Linked DNA regions of Mus musculus: regions 2, 3 and 4 are each linked to region 1. A link is a contact called in public Hi-C and promoter capture Hi-C data. All regions are on one chromosome and are shown on one strand. The core of a region is the stretch at or near the end of the contact, and the rest is flanking DNA. Distances in the headings are between cores, read along the strand shown. Region 1 holds the start of Kbtbd8os (kelch repeat and BTB (POZ) domain containing 8, opposite strand). Region 2 holds the start of Zxdc (ZXD family zinc finger C). Region 3 holds the start of Chchd4 (coiled-coil-helix-coiled-coil-helix domain containing 4). Region 4 holds the start of Ccdc174 (coiled-coil domain containing 174).

Region 1 (3,691 bases), core at 326-2,825:
AAAAAAAAGTCCTATGTACTAAAAACCGGGGGTGGGGGGTGGGGAAACATCAGAAATATTTAAAATTCTAGATCATTTCAATGATTGATTGAAACACTGTATATCCCCGTTGCCCAGTACAGCAGCCACCAGCCACACTTAGTTGTCTGTGCACGTGACATGTTTTAGTGTCGCCACTGATTTTAATTTTAAAGCATTATAATTTTTTTCAAATGTGGCTGGCAGCATACATAGTATGAATACCTCACAAGTCCACTAACTTAAAATCCAACTATCTAAACTCTGGAATCCCACCTCAAAACAGGGGCTCATTAGTAAGACAAGCAAGACCTGTTACCTACTCTCAGAAAATAAACACCTGGTTTGCCTTTATGTATTTGTCCCAACTCAGTACCACAATCAAGTGGCTAACACTGGGTTGAAAGGGAGTCTTGTACGGATAGTAATATATAAGTTTCTACCGTCGTCATACCTGAAGTAGGGGCTGATTGCAGCAAGAACGTTTCTATGACAGGAAAATGTTTTCCCGTGATCCACTTCCACTACAATGTCTGTCAACTGTCCTTCATCGTACATTGTTTTGAGTTGCTTAAGAATACTGCAAGCATGGAAAGGATCCATGGTATCGTTGGCTGTGTCTGAAGATGGAATCCCATTCGGTGTTGGGGAAGACTTACTTAAATCTAGGAGAAAAATCGCACAACCACAAGAAGTTCGAAGCCAGTTTACGGCATCGTGGGTTTTTTTCCCCCCCACCCCGTACACAAACGTCCGTGTGTGGGCACAGGAGCGCCGACACAGGCTCTAGGAGCCGAGAGCTCAACAAGGGCGAACAAGTTCCCAGGCCGGCGCGCTCCTCCGGAGCCCGGCGAGCCCGGACCGCCGCGCTCGCGGAGGGAGCGTGTGAGGCGAGCCAGCCGAGCCGGCAGCGGCGGCGATGCGCGGGGACTCGGCTCCGGGTCGAGCGCGGGACGGAAGGCTCCCGAGGGCAGCGCGATCGAGGGCGACTGCCAGGGCACCCCTCAACCGCCTCGCGGGCGGCCGGTACCCAGACGCCCCATCTTCGCGGGCGCGCCGCCCACCGCCCTCCTCCCCATTCATCCTCGCCTCCGCGCCCGCCGTCTCTCCATCCTTCCCTCCCGCCTTAAGGCCGCCGCTTCAGGTTGTGGCCGGCGCCCGCGCTCCTGCTTCCCTCCTCCGACACTGCGGGCGGCCGCACCACGCCACCCACCTGCCGACGCGGCCATTACTACAGGGGCCCCGGCTCCGGTTATTTAAAGAGGAAATGTCATTGCGTTTCGCTCGCTCCCGGGTTCCGGCTCTGCTAAGCGTTGCCTAGCCAATGAGGGTGGCTGACCGAGTCGGCTCCTCCCCGAGCCTCAAAATACCTGGCTCTGATTGGTCAGTGCGCGATTACCAGCGCGTCGGGAAATGTAGTTTTAAGGCCCCCGTTCCCGCGTGCTCCTAGTCGGACAGAGGCCCAAGCCGAGCATTTCTATTGGCTAGCTGGGCGGAGGAGCGCCCCGAGCCCGCCAGCCTGTGCCTTGAGATGCACAGCGCCCGCTGGGAAATGTAGTCATCTGGCTGAGGCGAACTGTCACTCTGAGGAGTGAGGTAGGAAAAGCTCTTATTGAGCAAATTTCCCCGGCAAGGGCCTCTCTCCTAGTCTCGACTCCACTTTAAAAATAATTGTCTTCATACCCCAAATTCCCTATCCGTGACTAGATTCTGGTATGAAAACGCGCTCTGCACGAGGGCTATGAAACTCCGAAAAGTTGGAAATGGTCAGGAGGGCTGTTATCCAAAAATACAAAGGATATAAGACAACCCCCCCCCCCCCAACACACACACACACACCATCGATAGGTCTCTGATGAGTCACCTGTAACGCCCACTTGAAATTGCATCCCCTTAGCCACATGCCCCGCTTTTCACAGATCAACTGGGTCTGGTTACATGGCCACTCAGGACCTGAATCCACTTGGCTTGCATTTCTAGCACACCAGGAAACACCTGTCACACCGAAGAGCGCTCGAGTACTCAAGGGAGACTCGGATAATTGATTTCCCCTGGGCTTCTTGAACGTGAAGAGGGCCTCCGGCTTTCCTGTGAAGAGATGCTGGAGAGAGGCTGAGCCTGGCGCTCCTCTGGACCGTGCTCAACCCTGGCTCTTGCACAAGCTCTTCCAGCCCTTGAACCTCTCTTATAACAGCGAGCACTCGGCATTCAGTCTACTTCATAGTTTTTTGCAAGAAAGCAGGGGTTTTATTGTTGACCTATTTTTTTTTCTTCTCCTATTGTGTGTGTGTGTGTGTGTGTGTGTCTGTCTGTCTGTCTGTCTGTCTGAGTCTCTGTGTGTGTGCATTTGTATCTGTGGTTTGGTGTTTTGTTTTGTTTTGTTTTGTTTGCACGAGTGGATGTACATGTTGGGGGGCGGTGCAGGTGCACGTGGAGGCCGGAGATTGGTGTCAGAAATCCTACAACGCTGCTTTTCTACCTTATACAGTGAAGCATGGTCTCTCAATCGAAACCCAGAGATATTAACTCTCTCTCTCTCTCTCTCTCTCTCTCTCTCTCTCTCTCTCTCTCTCTCTCTCTCTCTCGGCATGGCAAGCACTTTAATCACGGAGCCATCTCCCCAGCCACCTTGTTATCTATTCTGATTTCCTCATCCTGTTTCTGGCATCTAACAGGATGCTCTGACAAGTTGTAGAAACTTAAAAGATGAATGGAAAGCGAAGTGAACAAATACTTGCAGATACCCCTTTATCAGTGAATGGGAAGGAAGCTTCAGTAGAGACTTAGTTCACAGTAGTAACTTTCCTAGCATTAGGTCAAGCAGTTGAATATTTTATTATTTTTTATTTATGTATTTAGTATATTGCTGTAAATTGAACCACAGGCACCATGCATGCACACTACCAGCTCCCAGGGAGCCTCATCACCAACTCCAGGTGACCTTGTTAAAGGGGTCTTGAAATTTTACCTGTGACTGATAGAGTGGGAATGATTTAAAGTAGTTCTATTCCCTAGGTACGTTAGAAATTTAAACAAAGTTCCAAGTGCTGTGCCACTAGGCAAATTAATAAGATGTGGTGCTTCCTGGGGATCGGGGCTTAAGAGCCTCACTCACAGTCCTTGCTAATGAAACATTAAAGGCTTGCTTATCAGCATAGTCTTTACATGATAAATTTGACTTCATGTTTGTTACTTCTAACTTTGGATTTGCATTTTTCATGTATTCAATAATTTAGTAAAAACATTCTGCTCACAATATTGAGGGCATTAAGAAAAATGGCATTATCAGTATAAATTTAGCAATTAAAACAGAAAGCATGCATTTTGGGAGAAAGTCCTATTGGTTGTTTAACTGAAGTTCAAATTTAATCAACAACTTTTTCAATGCTGTTAAAGCTCTTTAAGAGACTCTTGGCTAATTTTCTTTCATTCTTGCTTTTAAAACTCAATTTTCTATTTAATTCTGTACTAATTAAATAATGTAATTGTCTTTGTTGCTAAATTAAGCAAACGAAAGCTTCCTTATCCTTTAATGGTCAAAGATTTGTCAATTTGGGAATGGGGCAGACTACAAAGTACAGAAACTAAATCTAAATGTAAGAAATAAAAATTTGTAAGCTTGCCATTTGCATGAATATCCTATAAATAGACTCCACAACTGGTCAGGTGGCAT
Region 2 (3,691 bases), core at 811-3,310, 4.7 Mb after region 1:
CCAGTATGATAGAGAATGGTGCTACCTTTGCTAGGGTGAGAGCAGCCATCATCATTCTCGGATTAGGAAATGACTGCATGTTTTCAATCATCAGCCTGATGATTTCTACATCAGACTCTATCAGATATGATGTGCACGCTAGAATACAACAGTAGAATCTGTTGCTTGTACAAGTTAAGTCTGGTTCTTCCTCCCAGCCCCATACAACACACAAGATATCCTTTTCAGGTGCTATACCCTACATATAATAATAATCTTCATATGAGAATAATCTACAATGCACATTACTAGTGCAGAGTGTATATAAATGTTAATGTGCAAGCTAGATGCTGGCTAAAAGTAAAAAGAACAGACATGATTCCAGAAACTGATTAGTCTGTCAAAAATCAGTATAAAAGACACAAAAACAGCTGTGTCACACACCGGCTCCTGATGAAGGAGCATCACTCTATTCATAATATTGGAAAGGACAGGGGTCTGATCCAATGTTCGAGGCGTCCTTGGGAGCTCTGTGTCCTCTAATCAATGGGGCTTCCAGAGAGGCTGGAGAGGGACCAGAGAAGCACCAATGTGTGCTCATTCCCTCAGTATTTTAAGGTGGCATATTTCGATTTATGTATCTTGGACCTCTGACTCCTCTGGTATTGTTGAACGAGTAGACTGAGAAAAATAAAGTCCTGACTCAACTCTGAGAAGAGGTCACTTCCAATGTAAGCATCTTAACAAAGGTTTGTACCCTCCCCACGGATAGCTGCGATTGTGCATGCCACTTGGCTGTAGGAACCCAGAGCTTCATATCTAAGTACCTGAAAGGGACTTCAAAACAAACACGGGAGTGTTTTTGCCTTATTCTCATTTAGATCAGGGCGCGTAACGCCTCCACCCCGACCTCCGCAAACCCTGCCCAAACAAGCGACAGTTTGGCCCTTGGGTCCAGACCCCGCCGGGTCCCGCCCGCCCCGGCAGGTCCGCGTCTCCAGCTTACCGGGGAAATCACACTTGTAAGGCCGCTCGGGCTCGAAGTGGCTGCGCTGGTGGGAGTTGAGCTTGGCGTGTGTGGGGAAGCGCTCGGCGCACACCTCGCACTTGAACAAGCTCTCCTGCTCGTGGCCCTTCATGTGCGCCTTGAGGTTGTAGACGGTGGTGAACTTCTTGCCGCAGCCGCCCACCGGGCAGCTAAAGGGACGCAGCTTGTCATGCGACTGCAGGTGCCGTTTGAGCTTGTAGGAGGTGGTGAAGGCCCAGCCGCAGCCATCCAGCGGGCACTTGAAGGGCCGCCGGCCCTGGAGGCTGCCGTGCGTCAGCAGGTGCACCTTCAACTGGTGCTTCTTGGCGAAGCTCAGCGCGCACTGCGGCTCCGGACAGCGGTAGGCCGGGGAGCCAGCGCTAGCGGCCACCGGCCCGCGGCGGGACGCAGCAGCGCTCGAGGGCTCCAGGCCCGGGGTGGTCGCGGGATGCAGGCTCGGGGCGGCTGGCGCGGGCGCCGCAGCCAGCGTGAAGACGCCGCGGTCGAAGCGCACCAGGAGGTCCTGGTTGTGGATGGTGACCGTGCCTGCCAGAGCTGCGCCGGGGGCGGCGGCCGGGACCTGTTCCGTGGGGCTCGCGCCCGAATCGGGCTCGGCCTCCTCCTGACCATGGGTGTCGGCCGCGCGCGGCACTTCCAGCAGTACCACGAAGGAGTCGCCGCCGTCCTCCGGGGGCGGCGGGCTGGGCCCCGGGGCCTCCTCTGGACGCGGCCCGGGCCCGCCATCTTCCGGGCCCCTCAGCAGCAGCAGGCGACGGCGCCCGGGACCGGCACCGAGGGACGGCCCCGCGCCGCGGCGAAGTCGGCTCGGGCCACCGCCATGTTGGTCTCCGCGCGTGGCCGGGGCGGCCAGCACCGCCGGGAGGTCCATCTTAGGCCCAGCTGAGGCGTCCGAACCGCAGCCACCGGAGAAGAGCTGCCCAGCCCTGCCAGGCATGCGCGCGACACCTAGGGTCCGCCCCCCGGGAGCCTCTGTCAAAGCTGAGCTTAGACTACAGCCCAGAGTCGCATCTCGAGCTGCGCGTGCGCAGGAGCCGTGGGCGTGGGCGTGGCGCGCGAGGGCTGTCGGGACTGTAGTCACGAGGAAGCCCAGGGGCTGGAGCAGGGGCGGAGCCTCCAACTTGTCTTGTGCTTGGAGTCCCAACTTGGAAAAAGAGGGTCTTCAGATTTGGGCTCCTACTTTTGCATCTGGGTAGCGCAAAGGAATGAAAACTGATTGCGTTTCTTAAGAGTTCCTGTGCCCTCTGTACTTTGAAAATACGAGCTAATTCAACCTGTGATTGCCAAGTGTAAGGAAACAAGTCAAGTTTACCTGTGGCCACATGATCCAGAACTGACACTCAGGCTTTGAACCTCTCCACTTTGCTTGTCATCTCTCTATGACCTCGCCGAAGAGCGCGTCTATCTGCTGCTACTGTGCCACCGACCTGATTTGCCCTGTAGCAGGTCCTGATGGGATCCCTACCTAAACCACTAAAGACATTCCGTGTTTCCTTGATATATGTCTGCCTTCTAAGTTGCTGGTTGTTCCCTGAATTCCACAATCCCCCTTGTCTCATACGGATTCATCTGGAATCACACCACTCCTGTCATCACCACTCAAATTCAAACTTATTTCACTCCTAGGTTCTCAAATAGCTAAGGAACCTGTCTTCCGCTCCACCTTTACCCAACTGTCTCCCCGCCCCCACCCATTCCAGTCCTTTCTGCCTCCAGCCTGTTTTCTGTAGGTCAGGCTTTAGTCTTCTGAAAGTTCAAATACTATTAAAACTTTGCCAACCTGCCATTTGCACCTACACTGGTTTACCCCCATTTCCCACCAATTTGCCCCTTAAAATGCAAGGGTATCTCCCTCCCCCTGTGTCTCCCTGAAGAGGGATGGAAATATGTCTACACAAAAACTACTTGCATGCTTATAGTAATCTTTGTTACAACAACTCGCCAGGGGAAACAATGCAAGTGTTCATTGTCAGATGAATATATATTCATACAGTGGAATATTTTTGAGCAATTACAGAGTTTTGCAAGTTATGTCATGACCAAACCTATGAAAAATATTTCAGCCACAAAAGAGAATGTGCTATAATGCCATTTATATGAAATGTCTAGAAGAGCTAAGTTATACAGACAGTAGATTAGTGGGAGATGGGGAATTAGGGCTAGCCTCTAATAGGGATGGGTTCTCCAAGGAGCAAAAGTTTTTGGCATTAAAAGTGTTGATTGAACAGCACATCTGATATACAAAAGCTACTGACAACAAATGACAGCAATGACACGTCTGTATGCTTCTATTAAAAATACATTTAAAAAATGAGCACAGAAATAGCACATCTGTTTGTGAAAAACCTTACCTGTCTGTATATGTGCTTATGCACTCTGTGATGGTTTGGATATGCTCGAGCCAGGAAGTGGCACTATTAGAAGGTATTGGAGTAGGTGTGTCACTGTGGGTGTGGGCTATAAGACCCTCCTCCTAGCTGCCTGGAAGTCAGTATTCTGCTAGCAGTCTTCAGATGAAGATGTAGAACTCTCTGCTCCACCTGTACCATGCCTGCCTGGATGCTGCCATGTTCCTGCCTTGTTGATAATAGACTGAAGCTCTGAACCCGTAAGCCAGCTCCAATCAAATGTTGTCCTTATAAGAGTTGCCTTGGTCATAGTGTCTGT
Region 3 (3,691 bases), core at 462-2,961, 3.6 Mb after region 1:
ACCAAGACTGTGTGGGCTAGCCTCTAAGAGTAACTTTTTCAAGGATTAAGTACCTCCCATGTACCAGGCTCTGTGCCCAGCAACCTTCCTCAAATTTCAAAGTAACTGATCCCATGAGAGAGTAAACCCAAAGGAGTTAGAGTAGAAGAATCTGGATTTGCCTCCGGGCTTGTCTCCAAAGTCTGCCCTCATCAGCACCTTCCCAGGCTGGGGATGTAGCATGCCAAGCTGGCTACGAGCCCCCAAGCAGGTGTCTTCTTCTGGGGAACGGTGAGATATGACGCTGATGAGATGGATCAGAAGGGGTCTGCCTGCTCTTGCCAGGCTGGCCTGCTGGTTGCCTTCTCCTCTGGCTCCAGTGCAGCATTCCTAACCTTTGGTTCTCTTCCCCTGCCAGGGCCAGACAATATGCCAAACAGATATTGCTTGCACAGTGGGTGAAACAAACTCCGGCCTCCCAGGAGGTGAAGTCTGCCGGACTGAGGAGGGGCCTGGGAAGAGGGTGTAACAGGCCCAAGGAGGGCTGTAGTGACACTCTACCAAGGAGGGAGTAAGGGTGTGCCTGGGGCTGGCAGTGCTCCTGAGATGGCTTCAGAGGCGCTTTCACCAGAGGCACTGGTGACTCACCGGCTTCTCCCACACCCAGTCCCCTAGTAGGTGGTGTTGCTCCGTTTGTTGAATGAATGTTAAGATTCACTAGGAAAATTCTTAAGGACTAGTTGCAGTAGGAAGAGGCCAGAGGTCTGGGTGAACTATCCTCAGCTAGGGGCTCTAACCAAATCAGTGCACCAGGAACCCGGCAGCAGAGAAAAGTCTCCCTCTCCACGTCATCCAGCCAGGCTAGTCCAGCTACAGTAGCATCACACAGCCTTTGAGTACACACCCCCTAGGGAGCGAAGACCAAAGAAGCATTTGCTGGACAGTTCCACCTGGGCAGGATCACCTCATCAGTCTGCTCACCAATAGACACTTTCCCCGTGGTCCTTCAGTTCCCCAAGTTCCCCAAGTTTCGTATCCCCAGGGGCCCAGAGAGAAACTAGGAGTGGAAGAAGCAGCCGTGCACGAGCGGACTCGACTAATTGCTGAGGCCCACAAACGCGCAGCCCGAGATGGAGAAGCTCAGAGAGCTGAGGGCAGCTGCACCCACTGGGGTAGCACCCCTGTAAGACCCAGCGCGGATCCAGGGAAAAAGCGGCCCGGATGATGGTGTCACCCGGGCATCAGGAAGCACTTACGTTCGCTGCCATGGTGGGCTTGGTTCGCTGCCGCCGTCTTGCTCTATTCCGCTAGGAATTGGGCTGACGACCGGAACGCAGAATACGGTGACCTCCTGTCTGCCACAGAGCTGCAAGACTTCTCGTGGAATCCAGGACCTGGCGGGACGCAGGACAAAAGTTACCGCCCTGCCTAAGCCTCAAGTTGTCTGCGCGTGCGCATCTTAAGGGCTGCTGGGAAATGTAGTCCGACGTCTGACACGTTCGCCACAAAATTACAAACCACTGTATTTCACTGGTGCGCGTGCGCGCTGCAAGATTTCTGGGAAATGTAGTATCGGTCTAGTTGGAGAGGCGCAAGGGCTGCTGGTCAGTGTAGTTTTCGACTGAGAAGCGGTTCTGGTGCTTAGGACGCGCGGAGGCAGGCGCGCGGCGGGCAGGCCTGGAGGGGGCGGGTCTGTGCGGGCCTCAGTGCCACCCGCCAGGCCTGAGAAGCGGCGAGGGAGGTCACGGCGAGAAGGTGTATCCGCTCCAGCCGCGCCCGCTGCCTCTGCGAGCTGCAGAGGACTGTCGGGAACAACCATGTCCTACTGCCGGCAGGAAGGTGAGTCGGGCGCTGCCATGGAGACCGGCCGGGACGGGCCTGCGAGAGACACGCGATCAAGTGGTCTCCACCGAGCGGCTGTGGGCCCTTTAGTGGGCCTCACGCGGCGGTTTCCAGACGAGAGAGGCAGAGGCTCCGTGAGGAACGAGGCCGGTCCAAGGTCAAGGTGAAGCCCGAACCCGGGCCTCGGAGGGCCTCACGTGGGCCTGGCCAGTGTGGAGCACGTTGTCTCTGGCTGGGAATCGGGGACTGTTAGGAATTAGACACCGTCGCTCCTAGCACTCCCCACGTGGTTCTATCCCGCCCAGGCTTTTTAGCTATCCCGAAAAATTACCGCTTGGGCTAGAGTGGGCGTGCTGAAGTGCATCTGGCAGGAGCATTTAGTGAGCGCCTTCTGTGTACTAGGCACGCTTTTAAACTTAACGTAGCCATTTTTATATGTCGGGTTCCCTTACTGTCCACGTCTTATCAAACGGAAAATTAAGACAGGTTACTCGATCCAGGAACCCACATCAGGTCACGAAACCGGGACCCGCTATGAAAGAGCTTCCTTTCTTCCGTCATTTCTAGCCACGTTGAGGACCACTCACTACCTGTTGTTACCTGTAAGCAGCAACCCAGAAGAATCCAGACCAATCTGTTGCTCTAAGGTCTCCCAGCACTGACTGGCTTCTTATGTCTGAGCTGCCAAACCCGCCAGGCCCTAGTTTCCACTCCTGTAAATTGAGAGATCAGGCGTCATTTACTCTGGTATTCACGAAGCACGTGCCCAAGGCAGGAAAGAGTTGGAGGGCTCTTGAGAATACAAAGCTACAGAGAGACTTGGTTCACCCAGAATTCTCAGCTCCTTTACTCTTAAGTCTAGAGAACATGAGGTACAAAGGAGGAAGTGATCCACCCAAGGCCATACATCCAGTTAGAAGGCCCCAGTCCGCTGTAGAACCCCCTCCTTCCCAGCATCATCATTGGTGCCTCTCCCGAGGACTGTTTCTGTTGGTTAGCACTTGGTGTTCCGCATACGAAAGTCCTTGACCCAGCACTGTTAGGCGGATTCCTAGGATGACTTTTGTTTCCTCCAACCTAGTTGGTAGGTTGATGACGAGTCTTTGAGTTAAGGAGGCTATGCAGATAAACATTTCTACCCCTCTTGATGGATTTACAGACCTCGGGTTTTTCAGGAAGGAGGATGGGTCCATCAGCTGCTAATGCAACATAGAGCCCGTCTTCTTCCTGGTTCAAAAGGTGTGTGTGTATGTGTTTAGTGGTTCTCCGTTTTTGAGACAGTCTCAGTATGTGCCCCTAACTCAAATTCTTCTCTTCGTCCCAAATTCTGGAATTAAAAACACATGCCGCTACCTACAGTCTCTGTGAGTTCAAGGCCAGTGTAAAATAAATTGCATGTTCCAGGCCTGCCAGAGCTACATAGTGAGATCCTGTCCAAAAACAAACCAAAAAATAGTATGTAAGGACTTAGGAGACCATGCGGTGTTATTCTTCCAGTCTCATGTTCTTCCTCCTGCTCCTCAGCTCTTCTGGCTGTGCCCTTTGTCAGGTGCTTTCTTCCTCCAGCTCTCTGAATTGCTAACTTATCCTTTAAGAACCAGCCCAAAGCCGGGCGTGGTGGCACATGCCTTTAATCCCTCACTTGGAAAGCAGAGGTGTGTGGAGTCCTCTGAGTTCTAGGACAGCCAGAGCTATTTTACAGGGAAAACCCTGTCTCAGGAAAAAAAAAAAAAAAAAAAAAAAAAAAAAAAAAAAAAAAAACAAGAGAAATGGGCAGGAGACATGGCTCAGTGGTTAAAAGCACTGACTGCTCTTCCAAAGGTCCTGAGTTCAATTCCCAGCAACCGCATGGTGGCTCACAACCATCTAT
Region 4 (3,691 bases), core at 501-3,000, 3.2 Mb after region 1:
GTATTGCATATACAAAGGGAAAACAATTATACACAAAATTTAAAATCTTTAAAAAATGTTTTTAATGATTCCTTTTTGGTTTTTAGTGTGCATTTGTTGTTGTTGTTGTTGTTGTTGTGTGTGTGTGTGTGAGAGAGAGAGAGAGAGAGAGAGAGAGAGAGATCTCCTGGAACTGAACCTACAGTTTAGAGCCACCATGTGGGTGCTGGAAATAAACCATGGTCGTCTGAAAGAGCTGCCAGTGCTCTTAACCTATCTCTCCAGCCCCAAAAACCTTTTTTTGTTTGTTTGTTTGTTTGTTTGTTTTTAAATAACTGAGTTCAGTAATTTCTATTTGAAAGAAATCCACTTAAAGGTACTATTGGCAGGGATGTTAACAATGTAAAGGAGTTTCATTCCAGGACCCAATATTTAAAATTCTGAAGAAGAAGGAGGAGGAGGAGGAGGAGGAGGAGGAGGAAGAGGAGGATTTTAACTTTGTAAATGTATCAATTACCTAGCTATATATCTTTCTATTCTACAACTACATCTGAATCACAAAATGACCAATCAATTCCGGGACTTCGTTTGTGTTATAATTATTAAAAACATTATCCTCCAGACAAGTTAACTTTGGTTTGGTTTTTAAAGACAGGGTCTCACTGTGTAGCTCTGGCTATACTGGAACTATGTAGCTCAGGCTGGCCTCTGACTTACAGTGGCCTCTGTCCACTTGTCTCTGACACTTATGTGCTAAAGTTAAGCGCATGCGCATATACTTCCTGATTAATTCAGTTTGCAAGCACTGAATCCAAGCAAACATGATTACTAAGACCAATTTTTCTATATTAAAAAACAAATTCCAACAAAAAATTTGATACATTAGATGTTTTGAACAATCAGAAAAGGCACCATTTTGCAGTCAATCAAACTGAGCCTGGCTTCTCACACAACAAATCTGTGTGTACATTGAGGAAAACGGGATTCACCTTTGGGTGTCAACTTCATTATCCATTAAGAGTGACAATTAATACCACCTACACTCAAAAGCACTTCTGAGGACTCGATGGCAGCACACATATGAAGCACGGACACAAAATGTGTACAGTGTTTACAAGTTTTCTGCTGAGAGTGGTTAAGTTAGCAAAACTCCTTACATCCTGTCAGACCTTACTGGCCCGGGTACCCCATCCCACAAGGCACTAGCTAACTTGTCTGGATCCTGCTGGGGGGGACCCTGGGAGCCCTGGGAAGACAAATCATATCCCAGTGCTCGAGAAGGGCTTTGGACTAGTGGAGAACCCAGGAAGGGCTCGTCCTCCAAGTCCCTGCGGACAGAGAGCCGGCTGTGGCGGCGGCTGACCCGCAGGATGCGCCCTGAGATCCCTGGGAGGATGGCGTCCGAGACCCGCCTGGGTTCGAGGGGAACGGAGCCCAGGCGCCTGGCGGAGCCGAGTTCAGGATCCTGTGAGTAAGGAAGCTGAGGAGGGTCTCTGCGGGGAAAGGGTCGGTCAGGATCCTTGTCAGATGGGCAGTCCAGGCCCCTGACTTGCGTGGGACAACAACTAGGTCACCATTCTCGACTGAGACAGGCGGAGGGAACGCGGAGCACGGAGCTAAGCCACACTTGTACTCACCGAGGAGGCTGTAACGTCCAAAGGCTTTTTCTTTCGGTCCATCGTCCCGCCAAGGCGTCCAGTCCCAAGACGCAGCCTCCCTGTGGCCTCAGTCAGACCCTACGAGTCCGCCACCCCCACCCGGCAGCAGAACCGGAAGTGTCTTTGATAGGGACGCTGAGTTTGCGTCATTTTGCGACTTGGATTTACGACCTCGGCGCCATCTTGAAAGCGTCAGTATGAGGTCCCTAGTCGCTACGTCGTCATTTTGAGAAGGTCAGAGGGTTGGAATTGATCGCAATTGGCCATCTTGAAGAGAGCAGAAAGTGAGGTGAAAATGACTAGTATTGTCGCCGTCTAGAGAAGGAAGGAAGATAGCTTTCATTGCAACACACACTATATTGACTGGAGAGTCTTAGATGATGGAAAAGAATAGCAGCGTATGAAGAGAGCTAAGTAAACTCCTGTCTCCAACATGAAAACAAAAGGAATTTAATGAAACTGGTAGTGGTGGGAATTATTGTTTAAGAATGGGCTATGAGAAACACTCGTTTTATGTTGGTTTTTTTTTTTTGGTGTTTTGTGATTTGTTTTGTTGGTTTTGTTTGTTGTTTTGCTTTTTAGGCTTTTTTTTTTTTTTTTTTTGAGATGGGGTCTTACTGTACAGCCACCTGGCCTCAAACTCTCTATGTAGACTTGGCTAGCCTCAAATTTGCAACAGCCCTCCTGCCTCTGCCCCCTAAATGCTAGGATTACATGTGTGAGCCACTATGCCCAACAGAATATTTGAATTTTAACTATTCATTCATACATTCATTTGGGGGTCACTGGGTACTCCTGGCTGCCTGGAACTTGCTTTGTAGACCATGCTAGCCTTGTACTCAAAGATACCTGCTTACCTCTTCCTCCCTTATGCTGGGATTGAAGCTGTGTGCCACCACAACCAGCCCCCAGAATACTCTAATTTTGAAATTACTATTTGAATTGCTAAAGAATTAAAAGAATTTTGACCTGGGATTTAGGACAAAATTTCCAACAATTTCTGAAATGGCCCTAAACATGAATTTGCTGTATCTTTGCAAAGCAGTGTTCTCCACATTGATGATGATAAAGTCAAAACAATCAACTCTGAAAAGCACTGAAGATGCTCTGTGACCTACAGTATCAAATGTTTAGCCAATATTTAATTCCTTTTGTTGAAACAAGCACATTCATGTCATTAGGATACAAATTGTTTTTCATCTTTAATAAATGGTGAATATATATATATATATATATATATATATATATACATATACATATGTGTGTGTGTGTGTGTGCGCCAAATTGTTTTAAAGTAATTTTTAAAGTATCCATATATACCTCAAGTCATGAAAATAATACTGGGTAAAAAGAAGTTGTAAGTGAAATAATTTTAAGATATCCTCCCCCCCCCCCGCCCCCTGCAGTTGGGAGGCAGATGCAGGCGAATTTCTGAGTTCAAGGCCAGCCTGATCTACAGCATAAGTTCCAGGACAGCCAGGGCTACACAGAGAAACCCTGTCTCAAAAAATCAGAAAAAAAAAGAAAGAAAGAAAGAAAGAAAGAAAGAAAGAAAGAAAGGAAGGAAGAAAGATATCCTTCCCTAGAAGACTGTATGGCATTATTACAGTCTTACTTTGTCTGTAGAATGCCTGTGGGGAATCTGTAGTTATCTCCTGATTGGCTATGTTAGCTTACACCATAGAAGTTCTCACAGAGTGGCACCCCACTAATGAGAAACCTCCCAAGACAAAGGCATTACTAGAAAAGGATAGGATATAGCTCAGTATTGTAGCACATACTTAGCATGTGCCTGAACCTGGGTTCCATCCTTGGCACTGGGGAGAAATAGAAATAAGCCATTGAGTCTCCTTTGTTTCCCCAGCTGTTACACAGAATGTGATATTGGCCAGAATACTGTCCTGGCAGACCCACACATTCTCATACATCCTGTTTCTAAAAGATCTTTTTCCTTTGATGCCTTCCCAGCAGCTGAGTCTGTCTGGAATTGCTTTTGTCTATCCAGTCCCAACAGTGCAGCTGCAACCCAGTACCCTTTTCCAGGGTGCTGTCTG

The links. Promoter capture Hi-C pulls out the DNA fragments that hold promoters and counts their contacts. Hi-C and Micro-C count contacts between places; a contact is called where the count stands out from the background.
Region 2: a contact with region 1 is called in a Hi-C map of rod photoreceptor, with 6 times the contacts expected there. The contact joins the promoter of Zxdc here to the promoter of Kbtbd8os in region 1. A contact is called at or near these places in 1 of 39 promoter capture datasets (pre-B cells) and 1 of 484 Hi-C or Micro-C datasets (rod photoreceptor).
Region 3: a Hi-C map of muscle stem cells shows a contact between it and region 1, with 10 times the contacts expected there. The contact joins the promoter of Chchd4 here to the promoter of Kbtbd8os in region 1. A contact is called at or near these places in 1 of 39 promoter capture datasets (pre-B cells) and 1 of 484 Hi-C or Micro-C datasets (muscle stem cells).
Region 4: a promoter capture Hi-C map of pre-B cells shows a contact between it and region 1. The contact joins the promoter of Ccdc174 here to the promoter of Kbtbd8os in region 1. A contact is called at or near these places in 1 of 39 promoter capture datasets (pre-B cells) and 1 of 484 Hi-C or Micro-C datasets (CD4 T cells).

What each region holds. Positions count from the first base shown.
Region 1 is chr6:95,115,515-95,119,205 of GRCm38.p6, reverse strand. Kbtbd8os (kelch repeat and BTB (POZ) domain containing 8, opposite strand) reads left to right here and starts at 1,575. Exons shown (of 2, transcript NR_153843.1): 1 at 1,575-1,614. Kbtbd8 (kelch repeat and BTB (POZ) domain containing 8) reads right to left here and starts at 1,326. Exons shown (of 4, transcript NM_001008785.5): 1 at 1,232-1,326; 2 at 473-683. The coding sequence starts at 1,247.
Region 2 is chr6:90,367,863-90,371,553 of GRCm38.p6, reverse strand. It overlaps Zxdc (ZXD family zinc finger C), which reads right to left and starts at 2,060. Exons shown (of 10, transcript NM_173002.3): 1 at 986-2,060. The coding sequence starts at 1,895.
Region 3 is chr6:91,471,443-91,475,133 of GRCm38.p6, reverse strand. It overlaps Chchd4 (coiled-coil-helix-coiled-coil-helix domain containing 4), which reads left to right and starts at 1,711. Exons shown (of 3, transcript NM_133928.2): 1 at 1,711-1,818. The coding sequence starts at 1,797. It overlaps Tmem43 (transmembrane protein 43), which reads right to left and starts at 1,427. Exons shown (of 12, transcript NM_028766.3): 1 at 1,236-1,427. The coding sequence starts at 1,247.
Region 4 is chr6:91,876,112-91,879,802 of GRCm38.p6, reverse strand. Ccdc174 (coiled-coil domain containing 174) reads right to left here and starts at 1,750. Exons shown (of 11, transcript NM_172730.2): 1 at 1,617-1,750. The coding sequence starts at 1,658.